Regions from separate parts of the Drosophila melanogaster genome. Here region 1 is linked to region 2. A link is a contact called in public Hi-C data. All regions are on one chromosome and are shown on one strand. The core of a region is the stretch at or near the end of the contact, and the rest is flanking DNA. Distances in the headings are between cores, read along the strand shown.

Region 1 (3,559 bases), core at 83-2,582, 1.4 Mb before region 2:
ATAGTAACCAACGTATAGAGTTGTAGCTCACTTTAGTTATTGCGATTAAATAAACGTAAAGCCGAGTTACACAATCAATACATTGAGTCCAAATAATTTGTGCAGTGCAAACATGTTGCGTACATGGATTACTCATTCACACATTCACTCCATTGGTTCATTCAGAAAAACACCGCAAGTGTTGCAGCCACTGGAAGCCACCAGAAGGCACTGGAACTGGAAGAGTGATCAAAAGGGGTGCGCCGGGCGAATGACGACTGGATGTGGAAGTGGGGGATAAAAAAGGAAATGGGCAACTGCAAATGACAGAGATCACTGAAGCACGACCGACAAATAAGCGGCGGACGAATCTATGTATCTAGTATCTGGTATCTAGTGTGGCGGCATTACTCCCCATGTGCCGTATACGGCATGTGTGCATTTGTATCTGTGGCTGTACCACTATCTGTATAAGTTGGATACAAAAGCGTCTTTCCAATAGGCGTGTGTTGGTGCATGTACTGAGCGTGTGAGCGGGAAATTGTTAGAAGAAAATGTATCTGCTAGGCTTTTAAGACTGCTAGATTTCCAAAACGACCCTTGGCCAATTTGTCAGGCTTTTATTGCTATAATTCTGTAATCCAAAAGCTATTAACTGCTGATTTTGTCATCAATTGTTTTCGACTCCTGCGATGTCCTGTTTAAAGTGATTAGATTCTAATCCAAAAATATAATTCAGTGAACATTCAAATCTTTAAAAAAATCACTACGGACTCCAGAAACAAAAGCCAGTTAAAGAACTTTTGAATCTTAATCAATAAAATCCTCATCTGAGATTCAAGATAAGTCTTAAGAAGGTAATAAGAATACTTAAACTTGTCGTTTAAATTTGAACACTTGATGATTTGACCTTTTTCGAAGACTATTTCGTGGATAATCTCACCACTTACCAATTTTACAAATATTCTTGGTAATCCGTTTTGCGGTTTCTTCGGCGGAAGAAGGCTTGCAACACTCGAAAGTACTTGTTGTTGTTTCTGTTTCTTCTCTTGTTGTTGGTTACACGTAATTGGCAACCGAGGCGAACACGGAGCCGAAAGCGGGTTGCGAAAAGGCAAAAGGCAAAGAAATCAGCTGAGGAAACGCCGCGCACGAACCTCCAATCAGAACTGAAACGGCAGGGATGTCGACGTCGACGCAGAAGCCATTTTACCGCATTTGTTGTCCCTGAGCTGAGCCCCAAAACCGAGAGAGAGAGAGAGGCAGAACGAGCACCACAGAGAGCCGCTAAGGTGGATACACAAAGCCGAGCCGAAGCCTTACCGAAAGCTTTGATCACACGGCACGAACTGAGCTGGGAATAGCATGGAATATGGGAGTATGGGAATTGGTAGTGGTAGTGGGCGGTATTTGTAGTGCTCCCGTTTCACATTGCTCTCCCGCTCGCAGGGCACCAAAAACGCAAGTGGATGTGGACGGATGAGCGGACGAAATGGAATGGCAAGAATCGAACATTTGAATGGGGCTCCAAATGGTTAAGAGAACAGCGCAGCCGCTGCTGGCAGCGAGAGCGAGGGAGAGCGCAGTCCCAACTTGACATTTCCATTTCGCCGCTGCGTTGGCGCTCTGCCCTTATGCTCTTTCTTCTCGCGCTCTCCCGCTGATAAGCTGGTGTTGAAAACAAGTCTCCTGCGCTCTCGCTCTCTCTCACCGCCGTGACCTGCTGCTCCACCTCTGCGCCCACCACCCCTTCGCTTCTCTGCTGCATCAGCGTATTACGAAATATGACAACAATGCAGTTTGGTCGTCCTCGTTTTCATTCTGCCGACACAGCGGCTGCTTCTTCTTCAGTCCCATCTTCACCTCTCTGCTTGTGCCTGCTCAGCATAAATGCCATCTCTCCGCTCTCTTTGGGAACACCGGAGTATGGAAGAGTGTGAGAGAGGGGGGGGGGGAGAGAGAGGAGAAAGAGAGAGTGGGTGGCTGGTGCTTGTTTGTTATTTTCTCCGCGCTGCACTTGCAAATTGATTGTATTTTAATGAAGTTCTGGTGCCCGCTAAAAATAGTCAACTCTCTATTCAAAGGGGAGGATCGTCGCCGAGGGGCGTGGTGCGGGAATTTCTATCTGGGCGCATTCCAAGTGCAGCAATATATCGGCAGTAACTAATTCCAAATGCCAGCTATTACGACAAACTGGTTTGATCGGAAAAGCGTGCCTCGTATGCTCGACTCTCTTATTCGCTCAACCTCCCACCGACTGCCCCGCCCCCCAGCGCCCCTTTCGAGAACGCTCGCGCACACTTCTAACTGAAACCGAAATGATTCCATGTTTTCCCCGCTGCACCGACTTTAAGTTGAATAATTGTTGCTGGGGTTGCCCTGCACTGAGAGAATTGTTTGCAACGTAATTGTTTCTTTACGTTTTAGAAAATATCGCTACCTTAGATAATATAAACTTTATACACTAGTTTTGCTGTGCACGATGGCACACGTAACCCACTGGTCAACTGCCTGATGGGTCTTGGGAGCGTGTCGCTTTTTGGGTAACCCCCGGGACGGGGCGTTACCTGATCCGATCCCAAGGGGGGCTGGTCGTTATTAGGGCCCATTTGAAGGATCATTAGGCATGCATGGGAAAGACCGTCAATCAATGCGTGTTCTTGGGAAACGGCAACAGTTCCCCGCATCTAAGATTATATATCTGGCATAGATATGGGAGTTCTTTGACTTTGGCACCGCTGATAGTGGAAAAGGATTGAGGGACCAGACTTGGGCGACAGATAAGACATGTCTAGGAAGGCCGTTATCTCTCTCTTTATACGCTGATAATGGAAGCCTTAATCGCTTTCTTTAAGTACAATCGGTTAGTTAGGTTTGGTTTTAAACATATCTACATATGTGGACCCTCTGTTATGAAAGCGTGTAGTATGGGGATAGCTTTGAGCAAGTTATACGACTGGTGAAAAATTGGCTTGCATAACCCGCCATACCCTCCATTGATCTTTCCTTGCACACCATTTTATTGTTTCGCAAGCTTACATTAGCTTGGAAACTAATTTCGATGGAGCCCACAGACAATTACGTTTATTCTCGGCATGAATCACCGCTGAAGTGATTCAGCAGGGCGATCCAAATGCATCCCTCGGTTGCCTAGGGCCCACCCCTTTTAACCCCGCTCTGTAGCCAGACAATTTGCATTGCCTCGTGAAATACGGTCAGTGGACGGGACGAGTATCTGGTATACCCGCTTGGCTAAGCACTCTCTCTCGAAGGGGAACTGCCCAGAACTGTTCTGTTCTGGGACCGCGATTCAACAGGTTTGATCCGATCTGGCCGCCTGCCGGGCCATTTACTACTCGGCTTGGATTTTTTCCCGCTATTCAAAGTGCCACACAGCTGAAATAAATTAATTGCTTAATTGTTGTTGCTGGCTTAGCGGCATTATTTGAGATGAAATTTGCTTTTAATTAAAAACTCTCCACAAGGCGAGGGCGAGTCTTTATTTCGCCATTGAGCACGGTAAAAAGTATTGCATTATTAGAGGAAATGTTAAATTACCTTTGAATATTTGGCGGCTTAT
Region 2 (3,790 bases), core at 853-3,352:
TGCTGCCGAAAGCTGGACCCAGAGGCTGGATCAGCAGCGACTGCTGCTGTTGCTGCTGCTGCTGTGGCAGCAATTGCTGCACCGGCGACACGGATATCTCGCCACTGGACTGGGAGTCCGAGGGCGAGGTGGATCCACTGCCAGCTCCACTGGAGGATAGGCTGCCAGCCCTGGCGCGCAGGTCCAGGCCGAGGACATTGTTCGTATTGAGGATGTTGCTGAAAGTGGCCAGCGCACTGGTCTGCAGAACGCCGGAGGAGCCGTTGTTGCCACTGCTGCCATTGCTGGCGGTGTTGCCGTTGTTGTGGGGCAAACCCGACCCTATGACGCCCACATTGGGATTGGGCGTGAGTCCGGCGTAGCTGTTGCCGTTGTTGTTGCTCAAGGGGGTTTTGGTGTTGCCATTGACACCAGCACCACCACCACCGCCGCCGCCGTTGTTGTTGTTGTTGTTGCGGTTCCTCTTCTTCTTGGCCTTCTTCTTGTCGTCGTCCTCGCTGAGGCTGCCATTGGCCAGAGTGGGCCGGTTGCCAGACCCGTTGAGGTATATGACGCCCTGGCTGCTCGGCGGCACCCAGTCGAGGTCCTTGCGCAATTGTCCCCTGCCGCACTTGCAGCTGCAGGCCTTCTGGACCAGCTCGTAGCCCTTCTTGGTCCACAGGTGCTGCAGACGCTGCCGCTCCGACCAGGATCGAGCACGACCGTTGGCCTTCAGTGCCTGCAGCACGCTCGCCTCCCACCACTCGAAGCACTCGCGATGCATGTACTGGCCTGCGCTGCAGTTCTCGTTGTTGCACAGCACACGGATGCAGTCCGCCAGGGAGAGCTCGTTCAGGTGTATCAGGGTGTCCAGTTTGCGACAGTCTCCGCTGGGCAGGCAGCAGTGGACCATGCCCCCGCCGCCAACGCCGCCAACGCCACCGGTTCCCTGCATGGGCGCCATTAGGACGCCTGAAGAATTCACGTTCTCCGCGTAGAACTGCAGCAGTTGATGCTGCTGCGTCTGGTGCTGCTGCTGCAACTGTTGCTGGTGCTGCTGCTGGGTGCTGTTGCCGCTGCTGCTGATGTTGCTGTTGCGACGCGGAGCCATAAATTTGTGTTTTTTCCTCTTAATATGCACTCGTTGCGGCGAAAAACTTGGTTGGTTGGCTGGGTTGGCTGTCCTCGAGAATCCTCAATCTCTATTTCGAATCAGCATTTTGCCAACGATTATGAATTTCAAAATATTGCTTGTTGATTTTTTCGCGATTTTATGGTGCGATTTGCGGTCTATATAAATGCTGCTGGCATATATTTATTTATTTTTGAACCGATTCCAGAATATATTTCAACTGATGGTTTTGGCAGATCCAGTGAGTTTTCGTGAATTTTAGTGGGTTTTTGTAAATTTTTAGAAATTTTGCAGACAAAAGTCTGATTTTATACGGAATTTAATTTTTTTGTGTATAGTAAATGCTTGTTATTTTAGCGATTTAGTCTGTTTAGGTTTTAACTTTTCGGTTGCCTTTTTCAATTGTTTTCAGTTGGATTTTCCGAGTGGGTTTCTACCGAGATTGGTATTATTTTTAACTTGATGGGTAATTGCTTTCACTTATTGCTTTAAAAATTGTACACCTCCTTGCTGTGTGTATCAAAAATACTTCGAAAAATTCCCGTCAATGCAGTCTGTTGTGTTTTGCGTAATTTTCTGTTTTGTTGTTGTACCTGAGCTGAGTTTATTGTTGTTGTAGAACTTTAAGTATCAAAAATTGTTTTTTTTTTATTGTTTATCTTCGCTTCGTCCCTATCTCCCTCTCACACGATCGTTCGCTCTCATTCACACACGCGGCGCCATGTTCGGCAATTTTTCACATTTTGCTTCGCTTTCTGCGTTTATTTCTTTGCGCCTCTTATTTTTTTGCCGGCAAACAAAAAGGATTAGAGGATAGTGTAAATTTCCGATTGGTTTTTAGTCGCAGGACAATTGTAAACTGGAGTGTTCCTCTTCGATTTATTCGGTTTTGCTAGTTCTCCTGTTTTCCGTTTTTTCCCACCACGAGCGGCGCACGCAGAGAGAAGCCAAAAAACACAACCAACCAGATCGAAAGCGAAATTCAAACTGTTTTTGGTCTGTGCTTGCTCGCCGCGTTCGAACATCGCGCGTCGAACATCGCTGCCGGCGTCGCTGCTTGGCATTGGCAGCGAAGTTGGAGTTTTCCTCCACTCCGATTTTCCGCACTTCTTCATTCCGTTTTTCGGGGTTGGTGGGTGGTGGTTGGCTGGTTTTCACTTTCCACCACCGCCGCCAACCGCTCGCTTTTCATTCGGTGGAAAACTGAACAGATTTTTGGCGCTAAAATGAGAAATGGTGGGGGAAAATTGCGGAAGGGGCTACAAAAAAAGTGTCTAATTCACTAGAATTTTCCACTGTAGGCCAGAATTTGGTACATTTTCCCACTTTACAACGGAACTTTTGATAGCAGTTACATACTTGATTAGATTAAATGTCTTAAAAATATATGTAGGAGTTTAGACTTTTGTTAATAAGCTTCATTTCCATAGAAAATGTTTCTATCAAGCCGTATTTTCTTTAAACTAATAAGAATAATAATAACATGTTTCTAACTTTATAGCCAAAAAGGAATATATATTTCTCCCTATGTTTTGGTTCCAAAATTAAATGAATTCGATTATTATTAAATAATCTAAATTTAATTATTTATTAGAATTTTTAGATTTTACATCCATTTCATTTACAATTAGGAGCTCTCGATGATTCGCCAAAATTCACTTTCGTTGCGGCTCGAAGCTGGTTCGAATCAAGTTCGAAGCCGGTCGTTTCCCCTCCAACATGTTCGACTGCAGTTGCCATGCGAACGTCGAGCGCGTTGGCTCTGTTCCACATGCATGGAGCGTGCATATGTGTTTGTGCCAGAAACCGGCAAAGTAAACAACATGAAAACAGGGTTGCCGAGTCGCTGGAACTCGAACTTGCAGCGCACTTTTGCTTTCCGTGGCTAATCTTTTAATTCCAGTGGAAGTGGAAATGCCGTTCGATGTCTCCATCTCCCTCTGTCGGAACTGCCGTTCTCTGTCGCACGCTTCGATTGCTGTTATATATTTACATACAAACGTATCTATATAATCCCCTATATATTCGCAAGCACATTTGCACAAAAATACAAATACAATGAATGCATGCGAGTGCTGGCAATAAAAGTGGCAGAGACAAAAAGGAAGAGAATTAAAACATTGAACGAAAAAGAGTTGAAGATACCCTACCTTGAATTAAAACAACCAATTAAAACTTGAATACGCAGACCTATTACTGCTTTCAATTGAAACAAGTATGTACATATGTATGAATAATTGTAATAGTTAAATTGTTGATATTAGTCCTAAGATTACGAATATCGCAGGTAACTTTTGTATTATGACTACTTATTTGTGTTTTGACTGTAGGGTATTAAAGTTGCCACCAAAACCCAAATAAGCTTTCAAACGTAGAGCCTTTTTATTGTATCCTCGCCTTTGTGTATATATGTACATACACACATATAAAAATTCCCGCTGTGTTGCAAAAAAAAAAAGTATGCGAAAACGAATAAGAAGAAGCGGTAGAAATGGCAAAAAACAGGCACGTGTAGAACGAAAAGTGGTAAAGGGAAGGGATCTCGCAACCAGATGGGGTTTTCTTATAGGACTCAGGATCTCAGGATCCGGGGTTCTATTCTTTTGGTAACTGCGGTGCAAAGTCAAGGTCCAATTCCACTTATTTTCGAGTCAAACTGCGCAGTTTCCATTTTTTTCT

What was found. A called contact is a pair of places that touch in the nucleus more often than the background predicts.
Region 1: a contact with region 2 is called in a Hi-C map of the Kc167 cell line, with 2.3 times the contacts expected there. A contact is called at or near these places in 5 of 107 Hi-C or Micro-C datasets (the Kc167 cell line, the S2 cell line, eye imaginal disc and 1 more).

Annotation. Positions count from the first base shown.
Region 1 is chr3R:31,711,640-31,715,198 of dm6, reverse strand. It overlaps ttk (tramtrack), which reads right to left and starts at 1,332. Exons shown (of 5, transcript NM_170566.3): 1 at 930-1,332.
Region 2 is chr3R:30,276,244-30,280,033 of dm6, reverse strand. It overlaps heca (headcase), which reads right to left and starts at 2,102. Exons shown (of 6, transcript NM_001276174.1): 1 at 1-2,102. The coding sequence starts at 1,090.